Regions from separate parts of the Mus musculus genome. Here region 1 is linked to region 2. The links are chromatin contacts, called in public targeted proximity ligation maps. All regions are on one chromosome and are shown on one strand. The core of a region is the stretch at or near the end of the contact, and the rest is flanking DNA. Distances in the headings are between cores, read along the strand shown.

Region 1 (6,200 bases), core at 2,660-5,159, 290 kb before region 2:
CTTAGACAGAACTTCTGAGATTAAAACACCAACTCTAAGGGCAGTGTCCTATGGTTGGGGAACCTGAGGGAGAAGTTTGTTGTTGCCTTGTGGGGTAGATTACAGTTTAGACTATACCCTGTGCCCCACCCAGCTCCCTAGTAAGTGCTGCATGTTCGCCCCCCAGTGGTCAAGCCATGTAGCAAAAAGACTCAGAGCCAGGTCTTCAAATGATGGCTGCAATGCTCCCTCCCACTCCCAGCCTAGCCAGGACACGTAGCCAGGATCAGCTCCAGGCACTTCCCCTTCCCCCAGAACCTCCGCTCCAGGCCCCAGGGACCAGGCAGGATGCCGCTCCCTGACAGGCCGTATGCAATGCTTTGCCCAGCTCAACCTCCATGTGTGGGGACTATACTCCCAAGACTGCCCTATCCTCCTTGAGGGCCTCTAGGTCATGGCCTGGACCTGTGCAGGACAAAGGAGCTCACTTGAGTCCATAAGTGCAGTCTCCATACACTGACATGGAACTTGTACCCCAGAGTAGTCAATCAGTCACTGCCTCTGCCCTCCAAGTCCCGGGAGGATAACAGAGGTGACATATCCAGGTTTACCACAGTGTGAGGACCCCATGAACAGGACATCCTCTCACAGGCAATAACACCAACTTCACTGAAAGTGAACAATGACTCCTGTAATGCAAACAGTGACGGGCCCAAGACCAATTATTTGAGCTTTAGCACCAACGGAAACTGGGGCTAGGAAAGAGAAAGGGGGAGCTTCGTCAAAGTACACAGACATTTCCGCAGAAACATTGCCACAACAACCCCCGTTCGGACACTTTTTGGACACACTCAGACATGGACGATACTATGATCAAGAAGGCTTTGGAAGCCGGCCAGATGATCCAATGGTCAACTCAAGGAATTGCAAGTTCCTGGGAGCCCTGGCTGAAGCCTGAAGGGGCCCAGGTGTATTGCACATTCTAAATTGGCAGCCACCTCCCTTCCTCTAACCCAAGTGAATATAAGCACGTGGTCAGCCCAGCCCCAAGGAGAGAAACTTGGGGGTGTCCAGGCAAAGATCCCTTCAGAAGTCGGACTAGCTCTCCCAGTTTGCTTCTCTTGTCTGTCTCCAGGCAGTTCCCAAGTTCTGAAAAAGGTAGTGACCACACCCCAGTGCCCAACACATCCTCCACTCCCACAGCTTTACCCCAACCCCTCAAACCAGCTCCTCAGGCTCAGAGTGGTGTGCTCTGCCAGAACCCGACAGACAGTTCCAAGTGGAGCGTAAGGCCTGTAGGGCTCTGAACCTCTAAGCAGAGCCTCTCTAGGCCTGAAGTGAGCTCCCCGGTCTACTCTTTCTCTCTCTTGTCCTTTTCTGGACTTGGAGCTGTGGAGTGCTAGGCCAAGACCCTCAGGGTATCACTGCTGACTTCCAAACCATTAGCACTAAGTCTTGGATGACTCACGTGCCTGTCTCTCTGAATGTCCTGGTTCTCTTCACAATGTCCCTTTGCATAATCTCTTAGGGACAAGAGCTTTAGAAAGGAGTTCAGACATCTTCCAGATGTCATCCCTACGCCCCCCTCCAGTCCTTTACTAGATCAGCTCCCTTGTTCCCAGTTCCTTTCCCACACTCCCCTTGCCCCATAACTCAGCTCAGGCCGAGGAAGTGGCCCTTAAATGAGGGGTTCCCTTCTACTGCACAATCTGCACACTCTACAGACCAGATACAGGCCTGCCCTCCCCCACACCCCCATAGTTTTTCAAGAAAAGGAAGCTACTAGTTCATTCAGCTTGGGAAAAGGAAAAGAGACCCACCCTACCCCCAGAGACTTCCCTAATAGGGCAGGACCAAAACAGTTCTACTCACCTAAGCCATTCTCAGTGTGGGGAGAGGCCCTAAACATTGCCCACATTGCCCATAGCATCTTCCTGTGTGCCCTCCCCTCTCCCAGTCACCTATGAGGACAGTATCATTGATATGAGGACATGAATCATTGGATCTTGTGAATTCATCCCATCTAGTATACGTTAGGTACAGTAAGATGGTTCCTGCCATTGCTAAAGTTTAAGGGCAAACTGTTTCAAAACCATTTGTTGGGAGTCCTTTTTCTCCTGGGAATTCCAGGTCACTTTCCAAGGATCCCCCACCCCCATCCCCCCAACTACCTCCAGAAGCTTTTCTGCAAATCCCCTCCACAGAACAGGGACATTGAGACAAGTACCCCTGGACACGTGTGTCCTCAGAGACAGCCTAGGGCCACACCCTGCCAAACCAGGGTGCCAACCCAGACATCATGCGCACAATCTTCTGTGGTCACATTGTGCAGAAGTGACAATAGAGTGAGCAGGCAAGCACACACACACACACACACACACACACACACACACACACACACATACCAGGGACACTACGTTGTCAAGGCTCCACTCCATTTGACTTGTAGGATATCCCCGGGTCACCCCAAGAGTCTTCAGTGCTCATCGCCATGTACAGCTAGCCCTGATGTCAACCCAACGCCACCAAGGTTCTGCGTCCCCCAAATCTGCCTCGGCACTGAAAGGGGCTCCAGCCAGAGGAGGCCCAGGCTCCCGCACACTGCACATCCCCTCCCTGCATGGGAAAGCCTTACATAACACAGCTCTCTGCACACACCCTAAGCATGTTGCCTTTCCAACCCCACAGTAGGATCTTGCCCCCCGCCCTCTCCGCTGGCGCGCACTGCAAAAGTGAAGGGTTCCAAAGGAGAGCAGGGAAGTCCTTCACCTACGCCCTGCGCTCCGGCCCCCACCGCCTACACACGGCCTCTTTCCCCCTCCGCTTTGCCCCTCACCCCCACCCCCACCCCCGAATTCTGGTTTGAATTAGTCACCGGCTCCAACCACTACATTCCTCAGGCTGCTGGAATCCAGCCAGGCGCTGGGGCGGGGGCCATCCCGCCCGGACGAGTTTGGGAGTGGGGTGGGGTGGGGAGAAAGCACCGCCCCTAGAAGGAGCAAGGGAGGTTCTGGGGACTGTGTCGATTGCACAGCCCCCTCCCCGCCCACCCAGCGCAGGAATCTCCCTAATTATGTCCCCCACCCCCCCTCCCACTCCCACCCATCCCACAGGGAGGCACGCTGCAAACTTCCAGGCTCCGACGCCCTGGAGAAAGAAGGGAGTTTTCTGGATCTGGAAACACAGAGGGGCAAGACTAGGGCGGGGCAGTTGAAGGGGAGCTGTTAAAGTCGCCGCTAGGAGCCAGAAAGGGAGAGGCTGGTGGTACAGAGCAGGGTGGGGCCGAGGGGAATCCGGACGCGAAGTTCGAGATGGAGGTGTGGGGAGCCGCGAAAGACAGCAGAGGGGGCACGCGGTGCAGGGGCGCGGGAGGGGCGATGGGGCTCTTGGAAACTTCTCCAGTAAACATGGTATAGGAACCAAGTAGCGCTCTGAGCCGCCGCCCCAAAGAGATGGAATCGGTCAGGGACCACCAGATCAGGAACGCCCTGCACTGCAGTTGGAACGACAATACATCCGCGGGAAAAAACTAAAAGCGCAGCAAAGCACACTTCGAAGCGATTTTCTAACTTAGTTAAACTTGGCCCCAACTCCGGAGAAAGAGCTTTACTCCCGAAGCGTGACGCGTCGCCTGCCCCGGCGGCCGCAAGCGGCCAGGTTTGCTCCCAACAGTCGGAACCCTCGTAGTGACACTACCGCAAATGCACCTTGTCCGAGTCCCTCTCTCCCCTGGTCGCCCGAACCCTGGCCCCACACCTTACCGCCCAGCGCTCCGCTTCCCTACCTGCGGGCTCAGCCCCAGGACGCAGCCATAGCCGGCGAAGGGCCCGAGGTCGCAGTGCTGACTGCTGGCGACGGCGAGCCCCAGTCGGGGCGGGTCTGGCAGGGCGGACAGTGCAGTCCCCGCGGCAGAGCTGCTCCAAGTGGCCGGGCCCCCGTGCGCGGAGGCGGCTCTTGTAACTCGGGCGGGTCTGCCCGGAGCTGTGGGGAGAGGGCGGGGCCGGGCGGGGCCCGAATAGGGCAAGGACCCGAGAGCACGACTAACACTGAAGCCACCCTGGAATGGGCCGGTGAAGGGAGAAGGTTGAGGGGGCTCAGGGACGAGGAGGCGTCGCCTTTTCCCCTCCCCTATCCCATCTATTGCTCCTGTCCCGGCTCTGGATCTTCCCACCCCATTTTAAACAGTGTGTGTGTGTTCACCGGCAAGAAATTCCTGGAAGCACGCAGGGGCACAGATTCACAGTCGGAATCCAGAGTCAACCTAGTCTGCAGAAGAGCCAAGAAGCTCAGATGATTCAACCTCGACCTCCAGCCTCCACACAGACCTTTGAGCTTTCTCTCAAGCTCAGATACATTAATCCCAGGCCCCAGCCTCCTCTCCCAGTTCCCAGGCTTCTTGCAGCCTCGCCCCGTTCCTCGCCTTCAGGCTCTCTCCTCTTCTACAAAACACACTGACTCTAAGACTTAGATCCGACCCCTAGGAATGGAGTCACCTATGCACCACACCACGGTGCTGTTCTTCATTGCAGCGACACCAGTCAGGCCTGCAGCTGTTGGACGCACCATGGAACAACTCACTCTCTCCTGTAAACTCTGTCCCCCATGCCTTTTGGGTATTTTATTTGGGGGAGGGAGCACAGACTGTGTAGCCCGGCCATCACAGAACTGGCTAGAACTGACAGCCTTACAGATTCCCCTGCCTCTGCCACCCTGGGACTAAAGGCATGAACCACTATGCCCCAGTAAGCTTGAGGAACCCAAGATCCAGCACTTTCTTTGCATTCCCAGGCCTTCTGCGCCTCTCACAGCTCCTCCCCCATATTTCCATTTGCAAGTTGCTCCGCTCCCCAATTTACAGCCATTTCCCACAGCCACTTCTAACTCTATGTGGATTTTATTAAATGCTTAATGATGGGGTTGCAGAGATGTTCTGGCTGCATCCCCCCTCCGCACCTCCCTTTTTCTCCTTCCCTATTGAGTTCTACCCTCTCTGGCAGGTGGCTACCCAGCTGCCCACTCCAGTTTCCCTTCCTTCCCAAATGCCCCAAGAGGCCTCAAGCTGGAGAACTGAGACCTTGGCCTGAGGCAGGAGCACCTTCGCTCCAAGATCATGAGTGGGCTGGGGCTGAGACCAGCCCTGCCCTGTCCTCTGAAATGGCAAACATGTTTGCAGGCTAAAAATATCAGCCAAGTCTGCTGCCAGCCCTGGGGGCTGTGTCCAGGTCCAGTTACCACACAGGGTACAGGCGATGGGGGGAGGGAGACAACAGAAGGGAGTGACAGAGAACAGACACAGATGTAATGGACACACCAGGGTGGAGAGAAATGTAGGTAGAAATTCAGACAGGCATGGACATGTAAAGACAGGCAAAGCAGAGACTTGGCTACTAACATTCCTCTCTCTCTCTCTCTCTCTCTCTCTCTCTCTTTCTCTGCCCCTCCTCAAACCCACTAGACATCACAAACACACTGTCAATTGGCTTAACAGCCCCCCCCCTCCAAATCTACTCCCTTCCCAGCACACTCCCTACGGTGAACTCAGTAAGTTCCAGGCCACCCAGAGATACCAAGTGAGGATCAGGCCAAAACACATTTCAAAAAATAAAACTCAAGAGCCAGTCATGTTTTTTTTTTCCTTTTACTTAGTGTGCATGATCATGTGGAGGCCATGGGACTTGTGAGGGTCTCTTCTCTCTTTCCACTGGGATCAAAGAGGTCATGAGGTTTGGTGGCAACTACCTGAACAAGTCATCCCCTAGCCCACAGTCCTGATTTACTGAACCAGGGTCTTACAGTGTAACCCAGGCTGTTCTGGAATTCACGATATAGGTTTGGTTGTCCTCAAATGACAACAATTCTGCCTTAGCCTCTCAAATGCTGAGATTACAAGTCTTCACCATATCAAGACATTTTATTTCACGGGGCATGGTGGCGCACGCCTTTAATCTCAGAACTGGGGAGGCAGAGGCAGGCAGATTTCTGAGTTCAAGGCCAGCCTGGTCTACAGAGTGAGTTCCAGGACAGCCAGGACTATACAGAGAAACCATCTCGAAAAAAAAAAAAAAAAAAAGAGGACATTTTATTTTATTCATTTTAGATGGGTACTCATACACTTATTGAGCCAGAAATGGTGATACATACCTTTAATCTCAGCACTCAAGAGGCAATGATTGGCAAACTTTGAATTTGAGGCCAGCCTGGGCTACATAGTAAGACCCTGT
Region 2 (6,399 bases), core at 1,798-4,297:
TAGCAGCCTAGAAATGATCTTGAAGCTAAGGACAAAGGCCAGACTTACAAGCAAGAGTCATTCAGAACTGTACATAGTGTCAGAAGGAGTGCAATAGGCGTTGTGGGCCTGGTTTTAGCAGGCTTGATGTGTGATTAGTGGAGGAGAAGGGAGGTAGCTGAGGCAGGTTTGGGACTGTGATGAAGGATATGTCTATGGAGGAGGAAGTCAGTGGAGGAGGTGGTGGCATCATGCATTGACTCTGCAGGCCAGTTCGCAGGATTTATTGTCCTTTTGTCAGCCAGTGATTTTTTTTCTTTTTTTTAAAGTGGGCCCCATAGGCCTTAGTGTTAACTTTGCCTTCAAAGTCTTAGGAACAAGAACCTGGTGGATATTTTGGCTCTCCTAGCCTTGGGGAAAAGAACACGTTGGACCCTGTGTGTAGGCTCTACAGCAGGCTGGAACTTGCTGTGGCCTGGGCCTCTGAGGGTATTCTGGTGTAGAGGACAGATCCAAGCTACTAAAAGACCTAACTAAGATCCAGCCTTTGTTTCTTCATCTTGCTCAGTGACAGAGCCTGAGCCTTTGAGAGGAGTCCATACTGACTCCCGCTCTGAAGACATACACCGCTCTCCCTCCCAGCCCCATTTACCCCCTGGCTTTTGTCTCTTGTGGACCTCTTCCTGAGGCTGCCCACCCCTTCCCTCTGTTTACTTTCCTAGATCCTCCCCCCCATCTTCCCTCTCTCCTCTTCTTTGCTGCCTAGTTGTTTCTTTCTTTTTCTTTCTTTTTCTTTTTCTTTTTCTTTTTCTTTTTCTTTTTCTTTTTCTTTTTCTTTTTCTTTTTTTTTTTTTTGTTTCTGGGCTAAGCTCTAACTATGTAGCCCTGGCTGGAATGCATACAGATATTCCTGCTTCCCCTTCCCTTGTGGAACCGCCAAAGCTATCGCCCAGGGGATCCATTTTGACCCAGATTTTACTGTGAAATATTGTGGTGTTATTTTCTGATTATTTTAAAAGTTCTTTTACTTTTTATTTTTACTTTTTTATGCATGTACTTTATAGATTAGAGAGGTGTCTTGGCAAGTAAGAGCACTTTCTGCTCTTGCAGAAGACTTGGGTTCAGTTTCTAGTTCAGTTTCCAAATGGTGGCTCACCCATAGCTCCAGGTCCAGGCTCTCCAGTGCGCTCTTCTGACCGCTACAGGTACCAGACACATACGCAGTACACAATACATAAATGTAGGTAAACAGTCATACACATAACAAAAATAAATAAATCTTAAAAAGTTTATGTTCTTTGGGGTTGGCAAGATGGCTCATCAGTTAAAAGAATGAGCTACTATTCTAGATTGGTCAGATTTGAGTCCCAGCACCCACATAGCTGCTCGTAATCATCTGTAATTCTAGTTTCAAGAGATCCAGTGCCTCTTCCGGCTTCCAGGGGAAGCAGCCACACATGTGGTGCACAGATATACATGCACTCAAAGCACTACACACATTAAAAAATAATAAAAATGCCGGGTGGTGGTGGCACACACCTTTAATTCCAAGCACTTGGGAGGCAGAGGCAGGCGGATTTCTGAGTTCGAGGCCAGCCTGGTCTACAAAGTGAGTTCCAGGACAGCCAGGGCTACACAGAGAAACCCTGTCTCAAAAAACCAAAACACCAAAAAAAAAAAAAAGAAAAGAAAAAAGTAATAATAAAAATGTAAACAGTAGATAATAGATATTAAGCAAACCAAGATGAGACCTAGTTTTGCTCTTTACAGCTACCATGGTGCAGAGAAGCCTCAGAAACTGAGTTTGTCTGGCAGGGTCCTGGCAACAGTGCGTCTCCAGATCTTTGTGTTCTGGGAATATAAGTGGGAACCCATCCCCCACCCCTGAAATCTGCAAGTTCTGGACCCTGGCATATGCAATCGTCTTGAAAGCCAAGCACAGTCTGGTCTGGTTAGTATTTAGTAGGAGACCACCTGCGAATACCAAGTTCTCTAAGACTAAGAATCAAAAATGAAACAAAAGGAGCTGCAGGAGGTGGCTCACAACTTTAATGCCAGCATTCCAGAGGCTGGGGGGTGGGTGCGGGGGGGGGGGGGGGGGCAGATGGATTTACATAGGTCAGAGAGTCAATTCTCTTTCTACCACATTGGGTTTCAGGGATTGAACTCAGGTCATTAAGATGGTCAAGCAAACGCCTTTGCCTGCTGAGCCATCTTCTTGCCCTAAGATTAAAAATCAACTACTTTCTGGTGCTAGGGATTGGATGTAGGGCCTTGTGTGTATTAGGCAAGTGCTCTACCACTGGGCTACATTCTAAGTCCTTGGATGGACTGGATGTAAGGGGAGTTGGGCAGACTGGGCCATTAAGCTAATCAGTGGAGGCAAGAGAATGAAAGGCAGGAAGGTGATCTGCGCCTTCCTTGGTGGTGTTCTGGGCATAGGTTCTCTAGCACCTGCACATGGAGATTTCTAGGAGGGAAGAGTACGGCTCAGTACAGGGCACGATCTAGGATCACTTGAGGTATAGACAGGGTGTGTAGGAAGCATTGCTGAGTGAAGAGAGAGGCAGCAGAGGGGAGGTTGGAGCCAAAGATTGAGTGTATTTACAGGATGAACAGTGGAAGAGACTCTAACAAAGGAAGAGTAGAAGCAAATTGAATGGCGGGCATGAAGAGAAGGAGGCAAGAAGGTGCCAGGTAGATGTTAGATAGAGACAGTATCTTTCAGATTGGTGATAAAGATATTATTGGCTGTCTATAGGGGAACTTACCAGGAGCCTTCTGGGGAGAATGGAAAAGTAGTTTTCTTTCTTGTTGCACAGGTTTCTAGAGATTTCAATTTGTGTACATGGTTGTCTTAAGTACCAAAAGAACTTATTGGAAGGCTATCAGGAAATGCCAGAAGAAAGCAGGATCAGACTCGGGAAATGGGCAGGAAGCAAGCACCAAGAAAGCAGGAAGTTCGATTGTCTTTTAACTGGAACTGCCTGGGATGCTGCCACAGGGGACGCACTGCCAAGATCTTGTGGTTGGGCACAAAAAGCACAATGCACAAAAGCATAGCCTCCCTGGGTGGGGTGTGGGTGGTGTTGGAATTTACAATGTGTTCTGCTTGAATGGCCCTGGTATGTCCTGAGTCTCAGGACTAAGAGGGTTATTATGTTTTTAAAATGTTCTTTATTTAAAAAAAAAATGAAAATAGGGTCTGGAGAGATGACTTAGCCATGAAACAAACCAGGTATTTTGCACACGCCTGTAACTCCAGTTTCAAGGAGAGAGCAAAGAGGAGGATTGTTGAGGGGCGGGGGGGGGGGGGGAGTGTTGTTGGCTTTCAGCTAGGAAAGAAAGCATGAGTCCCAGGTTCAGAATGAGACACTGCCTCAGAGGAATAGTTGGAGAGTGATAGAGGAGAGTGTTCAAAGCCCTCTTTCAGCCTGAACACACAGCACACAGCACCCTCCCCTCCCACACGCACATACACAAATAAGTAAATATGGTTTTTAAAGATTTTACTTATTATATGTAAATGAGTACACTGTAGCTGTCTTCAGACACACCAGAAGAGGGCATCGGATCCCATTGCAGATGGTTGTGAGCCACCATGTGGTTGCTGGGGATTGAACTCAGGACCTCTGGAAGAGCAGTCAGTTCTCTTAACCTCTGAGCCATCTCTCCAGCCCTAAGTAAATATTTTAAACAATGAAATCAGAGCCAGTGAGATGGCTCAGTAGGTGAATGTACCTCCTGCAGAGCCTGACAACATGAGTTTGATCCCTGAGACCCACACAACGGAAGGAGAGAAGCTGACTCCTCCAAGTTGCCAGGTGACCTCCATGTATGCACCTTTGCGTGTGCATTGCATCCCCTGATAAGTAAATGTAAAAAGAAGGTCCCCCACCTCACCCCTTTAAAGACAGGGCTTCTCTGTGTAGCCCTGGCTATCCTGGAACTCAATCTGTAGACCAGGCTGGCCTCGAACTCAGAGCCTGCCTGCCTCTGCCTCCCGAGTGCCAGGATTAAAGCTGTGCCCCCATGCCTAGCTTCTTTTTCTTAAAAACTATGATTGTGTAGGTGTAGGCTGTGTATGTGTCATGTGCAGTCAGAGGACAACTTTGTGTCATCCTCTCCTTCTACTTTTATGTGGGCTCTGGGGAAAGAACTCAGGTCATCAGGTTTATGCGGTAAGCACCTCTACTCTATGAGCCATCTTTCTGGTCTCTCAACACTCTTTCTTCCCATACCCGCACTCATTCTCACAAATACATCTCTATTAACACTGCAAGCTAGGGTCTACATATTAAAAAAGAACATGCAGTTTTTGTCTTCCTGAATCTGGATTAAAGAGTGTGTATTAGTCAGGGTTCTCTAGAGGAACAGAACAGATAGAATGAATTTTAATATATTAAAAGGGTGTTTATCGGGGCTGGTGAGATGGCTCAGCAGGTAAGAGCACCCGACTGCTCTTCCGAAGGTCCAGAGTTCAAATCCCAGCAACCACATGGTGGCTCACAACCATCCGTAACAAGACCTGACTCCCTCTTCTGGTGTGTCTGAAGATAGCTACAGTGTACTTATATATAATAATAAATAAATCTTTAAAAAAAAAATAAAAAAAGGGTGTTTATCAGAGTGGTTTAGGGGCTGGGATTTGGCTACTTCAATAATGTCTGTTTCTTGGGAAGTCAAGAATCTGAAAGTTGTCTTGCAGCTGGATGTCTCCGCTGGTTTTCAGTATACATTGGAATCTGGAGAAATAGGCTCTCATACCATGGAAATGATACGTCCACTGAAGGATCGATGAATTTATGAGCGAGAGTGAGGACAAACAGGCAAAACCCATACTTCCCACTTGTCTTTTTACAAAGGCTGCCAACAGAAGTTTTAGCCTAGATTTAGGATTCGTCTTCTGACCTCAAATGATCCAGATTTAGGGTGAGTCTTCCCACCTTAAATGATCCAAACCAGAAAAAAAAGAAATCCGTCACAGGTGTGCCCACAGGTGTGCCCACATGTGTGCCTGTGTTTTAGTTAATTCTTTACGTGGTCAAGTTGACAACCAATATTAACCATCACCTATCACAGAGGTTTTTTTTTTTTTTTTTCTGCCCAAGTCATGCATTTGAGGTACTGTCCCTGAACTTAAAGGACAGTATCCTGCTCTGACTTGAACAGTAATGTCAAGTAGCTTTAGATGGAAGAAGCAGACAGGGACAAGGCAGCTGGCCTTTAATCCCAGCACTCAGGAGTCAGAGGCATGCAGATCCCTGTGATCCAGGCCAGCCTGGTATATGTAGTGAGTTCCAGGATAGCCAGGGTTATGTTGAGAGACCCTTTCTTTAAAAAAAAAAAAAAAGAAAGAAAGAAAGAAAGAGAGAGAGAGAGAAAGAAAGAAAAAGAGAAAGAAAGAAAGAGAAAGGAAAAGAAAGAAAAGGAAAGGAAGAATAAGGCTTTTGGTTGGAAGAGAAAACAGATTTGCTTTTAACTGCTGAGCCATCTACCTGTCCAGCCCCTAAAATTGTTTTTCTAAAACCATATTTTTAGATTTTTTTTTGTTCTTTTTGGTTTTTCGAGACAGGGTTTCTCTGTATAGTCTTGGCTGTCCTGGAACTCACTTTGTAGACCAGGCTGGCCTCGAACTCAGAAATCCACCTGCCTCTGCCTCCCGAGTGCTGGGATTAAAGGCGTGTGCCCCCACACCCGGCGGGAAATAGAATTTTCTGATGGCCCAGGTCGATGTCTACTTGAGCACTAACTTTCTTATAGTTTTGCCCCCCAACTGAAGCAGAGCCTGCAATTCTTGTCCTCACCAACAGGGAGATGAGAAGGGGGATGGCGTGCCAGGCACAGGGGTGGGTTCTCCTTTAGTGTGAACAATTCAGAAGAAGCACACTTGCTTAAGCATTAGTGCGAGCAAGCCAGGTAGGTTCTGGGAACTGGGAATACATCTGGCTGCCATTTCTGGGGTTAACCTGCTGTGTGTGGCTACAGGAATCTGCACGGGTAGAACTTCTATCAAGTATCTTGGTGACATTAGGCAGGCACTGTTCCCTTCGAAGTCCCCCAACGTGAGTGTAGTTTGGTCTCCTTTACAGCTGTTAGGGTTTCTAAGTGGAGCTTATTGTTTGATTAGTTCCAACCCCAGTGAGTATTTGGGGTTCAGGCATAGTCAGCTGTTCTGACCTATGCTTGGTTGAGCATGGCTAAGGATCTGGTACACTCTTTTTAGCATTCCAAATAGAGGGGCTGGCTTCTGTTGCTTCCTGGGGTTTGCCACCTTGGTAGATTGGCTATGAGCTTCCTGGTTCTAGTCTTTTTTATTTATCATATCCAAGGTTCTGTCTCAGGGGTGGGGTTGGGGACTTTCCCATGGGAGACAAAGAAGACAAAATTGGACTATCATAATCATAGGGCTTGTGTCAG

The links.
Region 1: a targeted proximity ligation map of pancreatic cancer cells shows a contact between it and region 2. A contact is called at or near these places in 2 of 39 promoter capture datasets (cranial neural crest and pre-B cells), 5 of 484 Hi-C or Micro-C datasets (the C2C12 cell line, the N1E-115 cell line, effector CD8 T cells and 1 more), 13 of 130 datasets of targeted methods (the 230-238 cell line, CD4 single positive thymocytes, the NIH/3T3 cell line and 9 more) and 3 of 9 other capture datasets (adipose tissue, liver and pancreatic islet).

What each region holds. Positions count from the first base shown.
Region 1 is chr19:8,986,993-8,993,192 of GRCm38.p6, reverse strand. It overlaps Ahnak (AHNAK nucleoprotein (desmoyokin)), which reads right to left and starts at 3,909. Exons shown (of 5, transcript NM_009643.2): 1 at 3,764-3,909.
Region 2 is chr19:8,699,244-8,705,642 of GRCm38.p6, reverse strand. No RefSeq gene overlaps it. Among named protein-coding and RNA genes, the nearest start is that of Slc3a2, 11 kb to the left of the region's middle.